Linked DNA regions of Triticum aestivum: region 1 is linked to region 2. A link is a contact called in public Hi-C data. All regions are on one chromosome and are shown on one strand. The core of a region is the stretch at or near the end of the contact, and the rest is flanking DNA. Distances in the headings are between cores, read along the strand shown. Region 1 has its middle 97 kb from the start of LOC123132281. Region 2 holds the start of LOC123132281 (VIN3-like protein 2).

Region 1 (7,140 bases), core at 1,043-3,542, 98 kb before region 2:
TAGGATTTTTGATGATGTGTCATACAATAAATGAGGAAAGAGAGGAAGGTTGTATGTATATGAACCAACACTCATTGCACAAACTCCAATGTAGAATGAGAGAGCACCTCATTTGTTATCTCACGTTCTATTGGGCAAACTAGATACAACACATTAAAGTTGTTGTATGTTAAGATATTGGTTGATGACATGACATATTTTATCAACAAACTAATATACAAACTATTGAAGATGGCCTAACCAGTAGCCTTTCACCACTCGTTGTTATTGGCGAAGATCGGTCCACAATCAGCTTGGAGGACGAAGATGCCAGCACGCAACAGAGCAACGGCTAGCGCGGGAGCCCCACACCCACTGCGGTCCGCCTTGCCAATCATAAAGCGCCGGCCGCCCCCTCGTTGCTCGGCCGGCCGCCGTCCGATCCTGCCGAATCTCTTGATTAGTCTGACTAATCGGCGCTCCCTCCCACGAGACTAGCTCCATGCCATGCCAATTGCCAGGTCCCCTATAATTCGATTTAGCCTTGGTTCACTGTGAGATTTTGCTACTATTACGGACCTGATTAATGCCTTGCGATGACGTGTTGGGATGATTGGCGTGGCCTCTGAGTAGATACACCCTTCGGCTATCTAAAATTTTGTTGCGTGCCCACAGTTATATATGGAGTAGCTAAATGTCATGATGACGGGTTGACAATGGACACGAGCCATCACAATTGCATGATAATTTTTGGGTGCCTTTGGGGAAAGGGAAAAATATGCATAAATTGTGGTTACATGAGCTAAACGGCGGGATGAAACGTGTCGAGGTTTTCTACGTCGAGTAAGACACATGCAACGGATAACAACTACTACCTCCGTCATGGTTTATTAGTTCTCATTCGTATTTGGTGCTAAATTTTAACTATAGATTTAACTAACAAAATGTTAGTGCATGTCAAAAAAATTATATCGTTGGATTCGTATTTGAACATAGTTTTCAATATCATTTTTTATAACATACATCAATATTTTATTAGTTAATCTAAGGGCAAAGTTTGATACAAAATACGAAGAGGACTAATAAACCCAGACGGAGGAACCCTAGGCCCCTAGGTGCCCAACGCATTCATTGGATAACCAGTGGCACCATCGTTTTTGTTGAGATGTCATGTCTATAGACAGACAACACCGATGATGTTACATACAATGAATTCCGTATGACTTACCGATTCCGAGCCCGGGCTCACATGCTCCCGCTCGTCAATAGTTAAATCGGTAAATACACAATGTGTGCACAAAATTTGGTGATGTTTGAACATTTGAGGAGGTTGTGGCAATAATAACCAAATTCTGGCATGTGAGATAAAGACTGAAAGAATGCACTGTTGGAGCTGCTTTTTTCTGTGTGCAGGGCTCCTCCGATGTCAATTAACCCTGATGTTTCTTACGCTCCTAACGCACTTGAGCATCTTCTATGCAAAAAGAAGTTTAGATTTTTTTTTTGTCTTTTTACTATTCTTTTGCACTTACTATTCAGAGGGTGCAGATGAACCCATGCTCAGCCTTGACTTATCAGAATTTCGCACTATGTCTTAACTTGAAAAGCTGAAGACCGATCATTAACATCGCACAGCTGGATGAAATATTTATACCAAATGGCAATATTGCACAATGAAACAAAAGCCATTTTTCTTTGGAAAATATGAGCCCATATGACATGTTTGTTTTCTCTTTACCGAATTCTGTTTTTGTGATTCCGGGACTACCTCTACCCTTGAACTCTCCGTTTTGATCATCACAATTTCAGAATAAAAAGTTTTGCTAGGCCTCCGAGCAAGTAGACAGCACTCTCCCATACCACGATACAACACAGCGACACGCACCGATGGTCAGAAATTTTGACTAGCTCTTCGGAAGCGAGCCAAAAACAGGGTCTGGTACTTATAATTTGGCTTTGTTGCATCAATTATATTATATAAGGGATTTCCTTACAGTTTTTCAGTAAAAAAAAGCAGTGGCGTACGTACGTTGCCCGGCCGGCCGGCCGCGCCTCAAACCGTTCGACACGCGCGTCCGGCTCTGGGAAGGCCGCATAGCATCGGGGGCATCCATGGGACGCATCTGCGTACTAGGTCGATGCTGCTGGGCGGGCGAGAAGTGAGAAATCGTCGATGCTTCCCTTTTCCGGCGCCGGATAGAGCCGGACCGGCCGGCCCCGGGAAAGGCAACGACGCCTATTTCTTCGCTCCCCGCCGCGTATCGTATCGTATCCCTTGCCCCAACCCCCAACAGAAAGACGATCGGCCGGGGAAAGGGAGCAGGACCCACCCGTTGATGCCCATACCACGCCACCCTCCCTGTCACGTACTACTAGTCTCCATCCAGTACTGCATGATTTGCGAGTTGCGACTCGTATAATACCTATCTACGGCGCCACGCTTTGACTGAACGCATGGCATGGCGATCGTACATGCAGCGTCTGCCGTCCAGCATACTTTTTTCGGTTTTATTTATAATTGTCTGTTTACGACGACTCGACGTACATTAATCGTACGTGATGGTGAAGCCAGTTGTCGATGAAGTATTTTTTAATTTTTTTTAAAAAACTTTCAATCTATTCATTTTCAATCATGACAATATAACAAACACCAGAAATAAAAATTACATACAGATCCGTAGAGCACCTAATGACGACTACAAGCACCGAAGCGAGTCGAAGGCGCGCCGCCGTCATCGCCCCTCTATCTTGGAGCCGGACACAACTTGCTGTAGTAGACAGTCGGTAAGTCGTCGTGCTAATGCCAGCACCCCAGAACAGCAACCAACGCCGATGAAAAATAACGTATATCGAAAGGATCCAAACCGAAGACACGCGAACGTAGACAGACCAGCATCCCAGAACAGCAACCACCGTCAATGAAAAATAACGTATATCGAAAGAATCCAAACCGAAGACACGCGAACATAGACAGACAACGACGAGAGCCGAACAAATCTATCAAAAATAGATTTGCCGGAGAGACACCTCCACACGTCCACCAACGATGCTAGACGCATCGCCGGAACGAGGGCTAGACGGGATAACCTTTATTCCATCTCCAGGGAGGCCGCCGTCTCGCCTTCCTGAATAGGACACAAACTCTAGCAAGATTAAAAAAAGACTAAAAACGGAGCCCTCTCGCCGGCCCTTGCCAGGATCCTAGGGCCACCGGAGACGAGGCGAAATTGCGCCGATGCCGGCAAAAGACACGAACCCTAACTTTTTTTTTTTGAGGAGGAGGCGGCGGAGCCCTGCCCTCACGGACGTACGTGATAATAACGCGTATGGGACAACGACTTGACGCGTGATGGAGTATTGTTTTCTTTTCTCATTGTCGATGGCTTGTTGCATATGTATGCTGGAGAAAATACTTGCGCTACGTACTCGTGCTCTATGATCCATATGTATGATCGGTCGGCGGATCGGTGGATGTGGATGTGGATGGGCGTACGTACCTTAGCCATAGACGAAAATACATCACGGGGCCCAGTTAATCAGTGCGCAGTACCGCTGTTTTTATCTAGACTCGGTAAGTACTGTGCGCATCAGCTAGCTACTCATATTGTATTATTGCTCTACGCACCTACATGTGCGCACGTACAAGTATTACGCCCTACAACTGAGATGCATATATATTTTTTTGCGGGGAAAAAGGAATTCTATTCAAGGAGGCTTCTCAACGAGAGCCAGGTTTACAACAAAATCCATCCCGGCAGTAAGCCAGACTGCTGTGCGCGGAGTGCTACGGCCATAGGCGGCCAGCTCATGACTAATCCTGTTCTGCAGACGGCTACAAAGAGTAAAAGAGATCTCCCTAGCATCGCTTCCAGCCAACCTACGAATCTCCTCTATAAGTGCACGATGTGATGATCTATCCATCTCGCGTGCTGTAATCATCGACACCGCCTCCGCGCTATCCAACTCAACCAGAATAGGTAGGTTAGATCGGTGCAAGGCTAGCTCCAAGCCTTCTCTGCACGTTGCTAGCTCCGCCTCTAAAGCGTTGTCGCATGTACGTAGCTCCCTACATGCGTTGTAGATGATCTCGCCTCTGTCATCACGCAGGATCATACCTCCTCCCGCCGCACCTGTGGCCGCTATGTAGCTCCCATCCGTGTTCAACTTAACCCAGCCCGGCTGGGGCGGTACCCAGTGTGCTCGCACCTTGGGCGTCGTACTTTCTGGAGCGCGTGGTGGTGAAGGCAGGACCACCATCTTCCCTTTCTCTAGGTTACCATCAGGATGTTGTTGTATGCACAAGAGTGAGTTGATGTATCCGTGTAAAAAGCGTCGAGAGGCTTCGGCAGTGGGCGGCGCCTTGTCGTGTGTGATCTCATTCCGGACATGCCATACTCTCCACATGGTCATGAGCACCACCAGTCTCGCCGTCTCATCCAAGGGGTCCAGCAGTGAAAAGATCCACTCTGGGCCAGTGTTGACGATGGCCTCCACCTTGGGGATGTTCCAGTCCAAGGTCATAACTCGCCAGAGCTCTCTTGCCAGGGGACACCTGCAAAGCGCATGGAATCCATCCTCGCGTTCAACACCACACAAGGGGCAAATGTCAGTAAGCTCGAGGTGTCGCGAGGCTTTATTGGCCCAAGTAGCAAGTGAGTTGGTGACGACTCTCCAAGCGAACACGCGTACCTTAGGGGGAGCAGGGCACCCCCATATGATCTTCCAGATGGCGCGACGACCATCCGGTGCCCTGCTCGTGGCGGAAGCCGAAGGACGCTCGCGCTCGTCCATGGCCAGGCGGTAGGCGGACCGAACGGTGAAGATACCGTTCCTCTCCGGTGCCCATGCAATAATATCCTCGGTGACGCGGGTCGACGTACGGATACTGGTGATGACGTCGACATCCGCAGGGAGGAAGTAGCGGCGGAGCAGGTCCATGCGCCAGGACCCCTCGCCATCCAGGAGCTCCGCCACCCTCCTTAGGCGGCACGTACCCTGCAGGGATATGGGTTGGCGTGATGGCTCCCTAGGCAGCCACCGGTCTCGCCAAATGCGGATGTCCTGCCCGCCCCCGACGCGCCATATGATGCCCTTTTTCAAGAGCTCGAGGCCGTGCTGAATCGCCTGCCAAGTCGGAGATGCATTCCCCGAGAATACCGTATCTTCGAGGCGCCCGTCGTGATAGTACCGTGCCTTGAGAACCTGCACACACAAGCTGGTGGGATTAGTTAGCAAACGCCAAGCCTGTCTCGCTAGGAGCGCCTGGTTGAAGAGGCGGAAATCTCTGAATCCCAAGCCACCCTTGCTTTTCTGAGCTTGTATACTTGGCCATGATATCCAATGTGTTCTCCGCTTGCCTTCCGATGCCCCCCACCAAAAATTCCGGACCATTCTGTTCAGATCATCGCAGACAGACATAGGTAACTTGAAAACGCTCATAATATACGTAGGGATGGCCTGAGCTACTGCCTTGATCATAGTCTCCTTGCCAGCCAGAGAGAGGGTGTCGCCCCACGCAATAATCCTTTTCAACAACCGGGACTGCAGATTCTGAAATTTACCTCGCGACATGCGACCCTCGGGCGTTGGAAGGCCTAGGTACTTTTCCTCAAAAGTAACAGTACCAATATGGAGAATATCTCTCACCACGTCTTGCATCATGGCTGGACACGAAGTGCCAAACAGGGCACTACATTTAGACGGATTAATATATTGTCCAGTGGCCTTTGCATATGTATTTAGCACTTGTTGGACCTTTTTAGCTTGGTCCGCCTCTGCCTTGAAGAAGAGCAACGTATCATCTGCGAATAATAAGTGAGACACTCCCGGCGCTCTTCGGCATATTTTTAGCGGGGTATAATCTCCTCTTTGCTCTCCATCTTTCAACAACGCAGATAGACCATCAGCCACAAACAGGAACAAAAACGGGGACAAAGGATCACCTTGCCGTAGCACGCGTGACGGTGCAAATGATTCCAAGAGGGTTCCATTGAATTTCACTGTATATCTCACCGAGGTGACGCAAGCCATAATCCAGTCCACCCACCGGCGAGCGAAGCCCATCTTTTTCATCATTCGCTCCAAGAAGATCCAGTCCACCCTGTCATAAGCTTTTGATAAATCCAGCTTATATGCACAGAAGCTCTTGCTAGGGTCCTTCTCCTGCTGAATAATGTGGAAATACTCAAAGGCAATTAGTGCATTATCTGTAATCATCCTTCCAGGGACAAAGGCACTTTGTTGAGGTGAGATAATATTATCCAAAATAGGTCTCAGTCGATTCACCAAACACTTTGACACCACCTTATATATGACATTGCATAGGCTTATTGGACGAAAGTCAGTTAGCCTCTCCGGGTTATCCACCTTCGGGATGAGAACAATGGAAGTGTCATTCACCCCCTCAGGCATGATCCCTGTACGAAAAAATTCCCGCACTCCTGCCATAACCTGTTCTCTCATAACTGCCCAGTTCCTCTGGAAGAAGCGGGCTGGGAATCCATCCGGCCCTGGCGCCTTGAGTGGTCCAATCTGGAACAGAGCATCAGCTATTTCCTTGTCTGAAAAATCTGCGCACAGGCCATCATTCATACTGTCAGTCACACGAGTCTGTATCAAATCTATAACTGGATCCGCACATAGAGAAGAATCAGCAGTAAAAAGCTTAGAAAAGTAGGCTGTGGCCATAGCCGCCATGGAACCATGGTCCCTGTACGTGACCCCTGCCTCATCAATAAGTGTCTTAATGCGATTTTTCCGTGCACACCACACCGCTTTCCGGTGAAAAAACTGAGTGTTGCGGTCGCCTTCCCTCAGCCATGCAATACGAGACCGCTGCATCCACAACATCTCCTCTCTGTATAGCAGCTCGTTCATGCGGTCGGTCTCCTCCCGTATGTCCTTCCTATCTGCATTCATCGACATAAGCTCCTCCAAGCGGGAGCGAGATTTGCTAATTTCCTTAATCACATTACCAAAATTTTTGCGGCTCCAGTCTTGCAGTTTTTTCATCAAGTTACCCAAACCGGAAGCAATATCACCAAGATTCAGCATAGCACCCAACTCAGTCCATGTGTTCATAATTACCTCGGGCAGGGATGGGTCCCGTTCCCACATTACCTCATACTGTCTGCATCTCCTGCCTGTTGCCTAGCTCGTCTC
Region 2 (7,600 bases), core at 4,625-7,124:
CAATCCCCTAAAAAGTGAAAAAGAAAAACTTGCACTTCCATGGAAATAACAATCCGCTAAAAAGTGAAAAAGAAAAACTTGCACTACGTACTCGTGCTCTATGATCGATCGGCGGATCAGTGCATGGACGTACGCATAGCCGTAGACGAAAATACATCACGGGGCCCAGTTAATCAGTAGGTAGTACCATACCACCGCTGTTTTTATCTAGACCGGGCAAATACTATGCGCGTCAGCTAGCTAGCCACATTGTAGATTTGTAGTATTGCTCCTCTATACACACCTACATGTGCGCACGCACAGGTTACACCCTGCAACTGAGATGTGTACTGTATATGAGATCGTACCGCTACATATATTTTTAAAGGAAGTCTCCTGCTTTACATATTTCCGCGAGTTCTTTTTATACTCCCACCACTTGCTACTAAAATATCCACCACGCACTAGCGCTCCAAACCTACACCCATATCTTTTGTGAGGCTAGACTAGTAGGAGTACGTACGTACAGTAGTAATGTTCCACGTCGCTGTCCAGAGCAAAGTATTTTCAGCAGCCATGGAAAAGAAAAGACAAACCACAAATGAAAGATATACATATACTCAGCTCGGAGCACCGTCAGTAGCACAAGTTGCATTTCACCGGACGCTGCTACTACGTCGTTATTATCGGCAACTACCGATCCACAATCCATCGACAGCTTGGAAGACGACGATGCCAGCATGCAGCGCAGCAACAGCTAGCACGGGAGCCCCGCACCCACCGCGGCCGTCCGATCCCGCCGAATCCCTTGATCGGGTTGTTTAACCGGCGCTCCCTCCCACGAGGCCCCATGCATGACAATGGCCATGTCCCCACATATATATAGCTCCAATTAGCATTGGTTCGCCGTGAGATCACTTTTATGGACTCGACGATGATGATGATGATTATGCTTGGCGATGACGGGTGAGGCTGATTAGCGTGGCCTTTTAGCGCACACGCCCTCCGGGCTATCTCATATTGCGTTTCGCGCCCACGATTATATATGGTGTAGCTAAATGCCATGATGACGAGTTGACAATAGACACGAGCTGTCACGATCGCACGATAATTTTTGGATACTATGGGTCTTAACGGGAAAGAAAAAGAGAATACATATAAACTGTCGATAGATGAGCTAATCGGTGGAACGAAACGTGCCGACGCTTTCTACGTATTGACAAGCACACGAAGTTGAGTACGCCGCTTGCACCAGATAACCATTGGCATCATCATATTTGTCGAGATGTCATGTTGATAGATGGATAACATCGATAACGTCAGACGCGGTGAATTTCACATTGTTTCCTAGTTGGAAAAGTAGGAGACCGATCGTTAGTATGGTATAACTAAATGGTTGTGTTTATACAAATATTGCCATTGTACTGAGAAAGATAAGCATTATGTTTATGTACGCATGCACTTCACATATGACTGTCACTGACATATATGCCGATACAATAAAAAAATCACAGATAAATCTTGTTCTGTCCAGTTGATCTCCCTGATCAAAGAGAGAGCAATATCCATTTCAAGACATTTCTATCAGATTTCTTAGTTCGGACCGATGAAGTAATGTTACTCGACTATTATCAACTTGACTGCAATCTTTTTCTATCGGTAAGGATTGCACCAGAGCACCTTCTACTTCTAATATGCCATGAACTATAGATAGAGAAGAAACATTCTGAGCGAGTACATAAGAAGCGATCCACTTTATCACAGACACTCATCGACAGTTAGATGAGTAACACTCGGGGACAATCTAGAATCTCGTACCCATTGGACAAGTGGAAGGTTACACAATCTCCTAGTTTCGTGTGACAATAAAATGGATCCATATGCTATTTGCACTTATTTGCATGTCACCACGGGGTGGCATGGTATTTAAGCCCTAACCAAAACCATCCATTAGTATTATCTCATGTGACAATAAATATATTGATATTTCGTGCGACTAATTGCATGTCACGTCCAAATTGTAAAAAGTAGACAAGCCACAGTGGCATGTTTGTTTAACATTGGCTGAATCAGAACTAGTCAAAAGTTGTCTAGATCGGGAGACGACATGAGCATAGGAATGTGTGTATGGGTGCAACCGTGCGAGGCGGTATAAGTCAGGAGTTCAAGACACTTGAAAGGGATCATGGCTAGCTTCTTGTGCATGGGCCATCTTGGGCTTAACTCTGAGCCCAATACTTAATCCATGTAGGTAAGAGTGAAAAAACTTCCAGGGCCGGGGTGCCGAAGGCCCGTCTATGCCCCTGGTTGCACATGCATGGCTGAGAGCAGTAGCTGTCATTGCACTATTTAACGAGATGGCGTGTCGATAGTCCACGCCGATGATACTACACACGACAAATTCACTATATCTTAGTCGGAAAGGCGGAAGAGTATTAATACCATACAATTGGATGCATTTTTCTATACTAATTCTGGTATTGTGTGATAGAGAAATGCATATTTTTATTCCAAACATATGAACTTGTACAATATATTTGTTTTCTATTTATGTACTATGTTTATGCATGCATGTGCTTCACATAGGAATCATTTGACATATATGTTGATACAACAAGTAAATCACGTGTTAAACTTTTTTCTATTCAATTGATCTACCATAGGATAGACACTCATCGACAGTTAGATGGGTAACATGCGGTGACGATAGACAATCTCATGCCCTTTGTGCATGTGGACGAATGTATTATTTTGCATGACAATAAACATAGATCCATATGCTATTTGAATGCCTCCTCCAAGTGTGAAAAGTAGACAAGTCGCGTGTAGCATGGTTATTTAACATGCGCCTAATTGGAACCAACTAGGTCGGAAACGGTCTAGGTCGGGAGACCACGTGAGCATAGGAGCATGCATATGAGTGTGACTGTGCGAGACAATCTAGGTCGGGAGTTCTAGACGCTTGAAAGGGATCGGGCCGTCTTGTGACTAGGCTGTGATGGGCTTAACACCAGGCTGAGTAGTTAATCTATGTAGGTAAGGGTAAAAAAAGTCAAGGGCTGGGTGCCGAGGGCCCAGCTCTGTCCCTGGCTGCACATGGCTGGATAACAACTGGCTTCTCCCTATTGGTGGAGATGTCGTGCCGATAGACTGACTACGTTGATGACACTGCACACGACGAATTCATCGGATCTTAGTTGAAAAGGCGAAAGATTATTAATGCCATGCAATTGGATCGTTCTTCTATACTAAGGGCATCTCTAACGACACCGACCCTCAAATCGCCCGCAACCATATGGACCACGTGGTCTGGGCGTGTTTTGCCATCCAACGCGGTCTTGTATCACTCCGGGCGCACTTTTTCCCGCAGACCAAAAACAAATTGGAAGGGATGAGGGGCTTTGCGTGCGTATGTACCGCTGCCACGCCCGCGTTCGATAACCGTGGCCCACCCACCCACCCCCTCGCCCGCATGCTTTCCTGCCCGAAGCCAGCTACCCACATTCATGCCGCTCTGAATTGACACCGGGCTAGAACGGACATGACCTCTCACTAGCTCCAACATTGAAGTGGCTTGCCCGTCGAGAGCACCGCCCATGCTGAGTCCCTGGTGTCCGCGCATTTTCAATGCTAGAGAGACGTTTATTGGAGGGGATGGGAGGGATATCTACCACGCCCGCCCGTCTCCTGCCATTAAACAGGCTCGCTGGCTAAGGAACCAACTCCAGCGCCCGCGCATTGACGCACCCGGACGCTTGGTCTCACCGGAATTTGCTATTTAAAGGCGGCCACACAAAGCTCACGACACATGACAACACATCTGTTCCACATCTTCCTCCAGTACAACACATCCGCCATGATCGTGAGTGGGACCACTTTGTGGGAGAGCATCTCGACCTAGCAGAAGCATGAGGTGGCTGCGCTTGCGGCCGCCTGGCAGAGCCATCATGCCATGCGGATTGAGGCCAGCATGCCGGCCAGCTCCCATGAGGCCTCCAACGACGACCCCATGATGAAAACGGGCTCCGACAATGACTCAACGCCGGAGCCCGCGTCGGTGCATGCTGGCTTGACCATGGAGCAGGCGCAATTCACCGCCCATGGAGGAGAAGGAGCCTACGCCGACGCCCATGTCGGCATTCCGGCAGGCACAAGAGGAACAACAATAAAACTTGTTACTCCTCGAGCTGCACCGGCTGGCGTAGGGCCAAATCTACGGTGAGCGTGCGAGTAAGGAGGCCGTGGCAGCCATGGCCGTGGTGAACCCCAATTTCGTGGCCGAGAAACGGGCGCTCTACGAGGTCGTGCGTGCTCAAGCAACCTCTTGCAACATAGAGCCGGTGTAGCGGGATGCGAAGGCGACGCTGGCGGCACAGGCGATCAAGGATGAGGAACGCCACTAGCTGTGTGTCCTACACACCGCCACCGATCTTTCGGCGCGCATGTGGCAAGAGGACAATGGCGACATGTCCACGTCCATCATCGATCTAACGTCCACCGGTGACGGATAGGTCGTGGTCTCTAACAAAGATGAGTAAGGCATGGGAGGTGGTGGGCCTCGAGTCCCAAGTGGGTCGGTTCGTCTCTCATGTTCTGCTCTTCCTCACCGGTGACCGCACCTTCACTTCGCGGGTCTTATCCCCGCCGCTCATGGAGACGGCAAATGTCGGTCGCGGTTGCCGGAAGGGAACAACAAGGACTTGGAGACGGGCACCGTCGAACGCTAGGTTTAGGCCCGACCCCTTTTTTTAATGAATGCACTCTGGTTTGTATGAAGGTCGCGCCAATCTAGGTCGGGAGTTCCAAACGCTTGGAAGGAATTGGGCCATCTTGTGATTGGGCTGTGCTGGGCTTAACCCCTTGCCCAATACTTGATCTATGTAGGTAAGGGTAAAAAAGGTTCCTAGGGCCAGCTGGCGAGGGCACAACTATGCCATTGGCTGCACGCGGCCGGATAACATGTGTCATCACCTTATTGGTCGAGACGACGTGTCGACAGACGGACCACGTCGACGACACCGCACACGGCATATTCGCTGTATCTTAGCTGGAAAGGCGGAAGAGTATTAATGCAATACAACTGGATGCAATTATCCAAATATACTCAGATCTATTAGCCGCGGATCAGCAGTACAAGCCAACCCTGAAAAATAAGGATATTATAACAGGTCCCTAGGGAGTCTCGCACCCCAATCCTTCTCGTTGGGCCGATGACGCGCCGCCGTAACCACTCTGGCAACCTTCCGATCGCGAGATTCGAGCGAATCTTGTACACTGACACGGTCAGGAAGTCATCGGTGCCAAACAACCTATAGGATAACGAAGTCGTTTATCCGAAACTAACGATGACGATAGTGCGATGTGAAAAAAATATATAAATCCTTCTCTTTCAAACATATGAACTCGTACATTATATTTGTTTTCTCTCTATGTATTTTGTATATGTATGCAATGCAACTATCATTGGCATATATATGTTGATACAATCAATAATTCATGCATCATTTTTTTTTCATTCAACTGACATATCATAGTATAGACACACACCGAGGTTAGATGAGTAACACACAATGACTATGCACAATCTCTCATGCCTTTTGTGCATGTGGAAGGAAGGTTACACAATCTTATTATTTGGTGTGAGAATAGCCATAGATTGCCCTATTTTCCATGTCTACGTCCAAAGTGTGAAAACACACAAGCCGCGGTTGTTTAACCCTGCCTACCCAAAACCAGCTAACGCTTAACTGCTCCGTGTTGACCCCCGCGCGATCACACGGGCCTGCCGTCCCGGATACGGAAAGCCGGGAGGGAGCCGCCGGCGAATACGCGGGAAGGCGGGGGGTGGGACGCAAAAGCGGCGCCCGCAGGCTTTGGTATCCGTGCGGCTGGGAGCTAACCTCGCGTGCTCGTACTACATACGGGGCGGGGGTAGAGAGAGAAAGAGCGAGACGCAGAGGAGGAGAGAGAGAGAGAGGGGGAGGGTAGCAGCAGAGGAGGAGAGAGGAGAGGAGGGCTGAGTCCACGTGAAGCCAAGAGGCGGAGGAGGAGGAGCGAGAGATCCCCCTCTCCCTCCCTCTCTCCGGCCATGGATCCTCCCTACGCAGGTCAGCGCCGCCGCCGTCTCCCTCTCCCTGTCCGTCTCTGCCATCTGGCCGCGGGCCCGTCGATGCGCGGCGCCGGCCGGCCGGCCTAATGCCGCGCCGCTCGATCTGTCCGTCCGCGCGCCGAATCTGCCGCCCGGCCGGCGGGGACGGGGTCCTCCTGGCCGGCCCGCGCGTTTCCCGGCGGCAGGCGCGGGGTCTGCGCCCGAGATTTGGCCGTCTTCGCCGGAGGATTCGTCCGGGCGACGCGTCCCGTCGGTTAGCGGCGGTGCAGCGCGGTGAATTCGATCGGTAGCCGGTGGTAGTACTAGTCGTTGATGCGTGCGTGGCTGTACCGGTGGTGGTTGGTGGGCGGTACGGCGGGGCAGGGCATGGGGTCGCGGGAGATTTTTTACCGCCGGTGGCGCCAGATTCGGCGTTGCATGCGGCGACGGCTGCGCGCATTGCGCTCCTTGCGTCCGCGGGAGTCCGCCGGGAACAGTGGCTCCTTGGCTTTACGTCGTTTTCCCGAGGGATTTACGTGTCGATGTCTGGTTTCGAGGGGAAAGCCTCGGTCTTTTGGCCGGCGATTCGGTTCCTGGGGCGTCCATTGGACGCCGGCTGTGTTGAGCGGGGCTTATGTTCGCATGCATGTGGATGGTTTTATCTGTTTTGCGGATTTTGTAAGGACGGCAGGGGTTAGCACGATTAAATCTGTTACTAGGATCCAGGAGTCGTGTCAGTCTCTCGCGTTCCATGTCAAGCTGCTGTCTATGGGCGCAAGTAGATGGTTTCCTTGTGCCAACCCTGGTTCGTGGTTTCATGCTATTTTTGTTGGGTGGTGTATGTACAATGCACATGTCTCCTCTTAATGTGCCTGTGTCTGGTGCCAAGTTCTGAACCTTTGTAGAGAGAATGGCATTGCCAGTCTTAACCCAAAGTTGCAGAAGGGCCTCAAAAGAGTTGAACTTTGTCTGGTGCATTTCGAGTTTGTATAGCATTGCAAGATCTTCCTGAAAGTTACTATGTTTTTAGAGTACGTAGTATAGCACTGGAAGATCTTCCTGAAAGTTACTACTCCCTCCGTTCCGAATTAGTTGTCTTAGATTTGTCTAGATACGGATGTATCTAGCACTAAAATGAGTCTACATACATCCGTATCTAGACAAATCCAAGACAAGTAATTTAGAACGGAGGGAGTATATTTTAGGGTATGTAGTGTAGCCTTGTAGTCAGTGCCAGCAGCTTTTGGTTCGGTAGTGTTGTGCATGACTGCGCTTGTTATGTCGTGTACAAACCAACTTAACTGTGGTATAATGCATATGTAAAGATTCCGAGGCCTTAAATTGAGTTTTTCTTGCATGTGTTATGCTTGTTAGTAGCAACTGGCAATCTAAATTACCGTCTCTCATTTGTCATGCTATTTCTTGACATATCTGTGGGATATTGGGTTGTAATGAAGTTGAAATTTTCGGTTCTCAAGTTGTACATTGCTGATACATTATTGTCAATATGCGTGCTTACAAAGTTTGTTTGGT

Evidence for each region. A called contact is a pair of places that touch in the nucleus more often than the background predicts.
Region 1: a contact with region 2 is called in a Hi-C map of leaf, with 3 times the contacts expected there. The contact joins the enhancer-like site here to the promoter of LOC123132281 in region 2. A contact is called at or near these places in 2 of 5 Hi-C or Micro-C datasets (both in leaf).

What each region holds. Positions count from the first base shown.
Region 1 is chr6A:99,976,258-99,983,397 of IWGSC CS RefSeq v2.1, reverse strand. No RefSeq gene overlaps it. Among protein-coding and RNA genes, the nearest start is that of LOC123132281, 97 kb to the right of the region's middle. Within about 2 kb of position 2,292, at least 1 of the 8 cell types and tissues checked has an H3K27ac peak or open chromatin away from gene starts, as enhancers often do. A contact at or near this core is called in leaf, where this site is marked.
Region 2 is chr6A:99,880,885-99,888,484 of IWGSC CS RefSeq v2.1, reverse strand. It overlaps LOC123132281 (VIN3-like protein 2), which reads left to right and starts at 5,874. Exons shown (of 4, transcript XM_044552068.1): 1 at 5,874-6,086. The coding sequence starts at 6,068.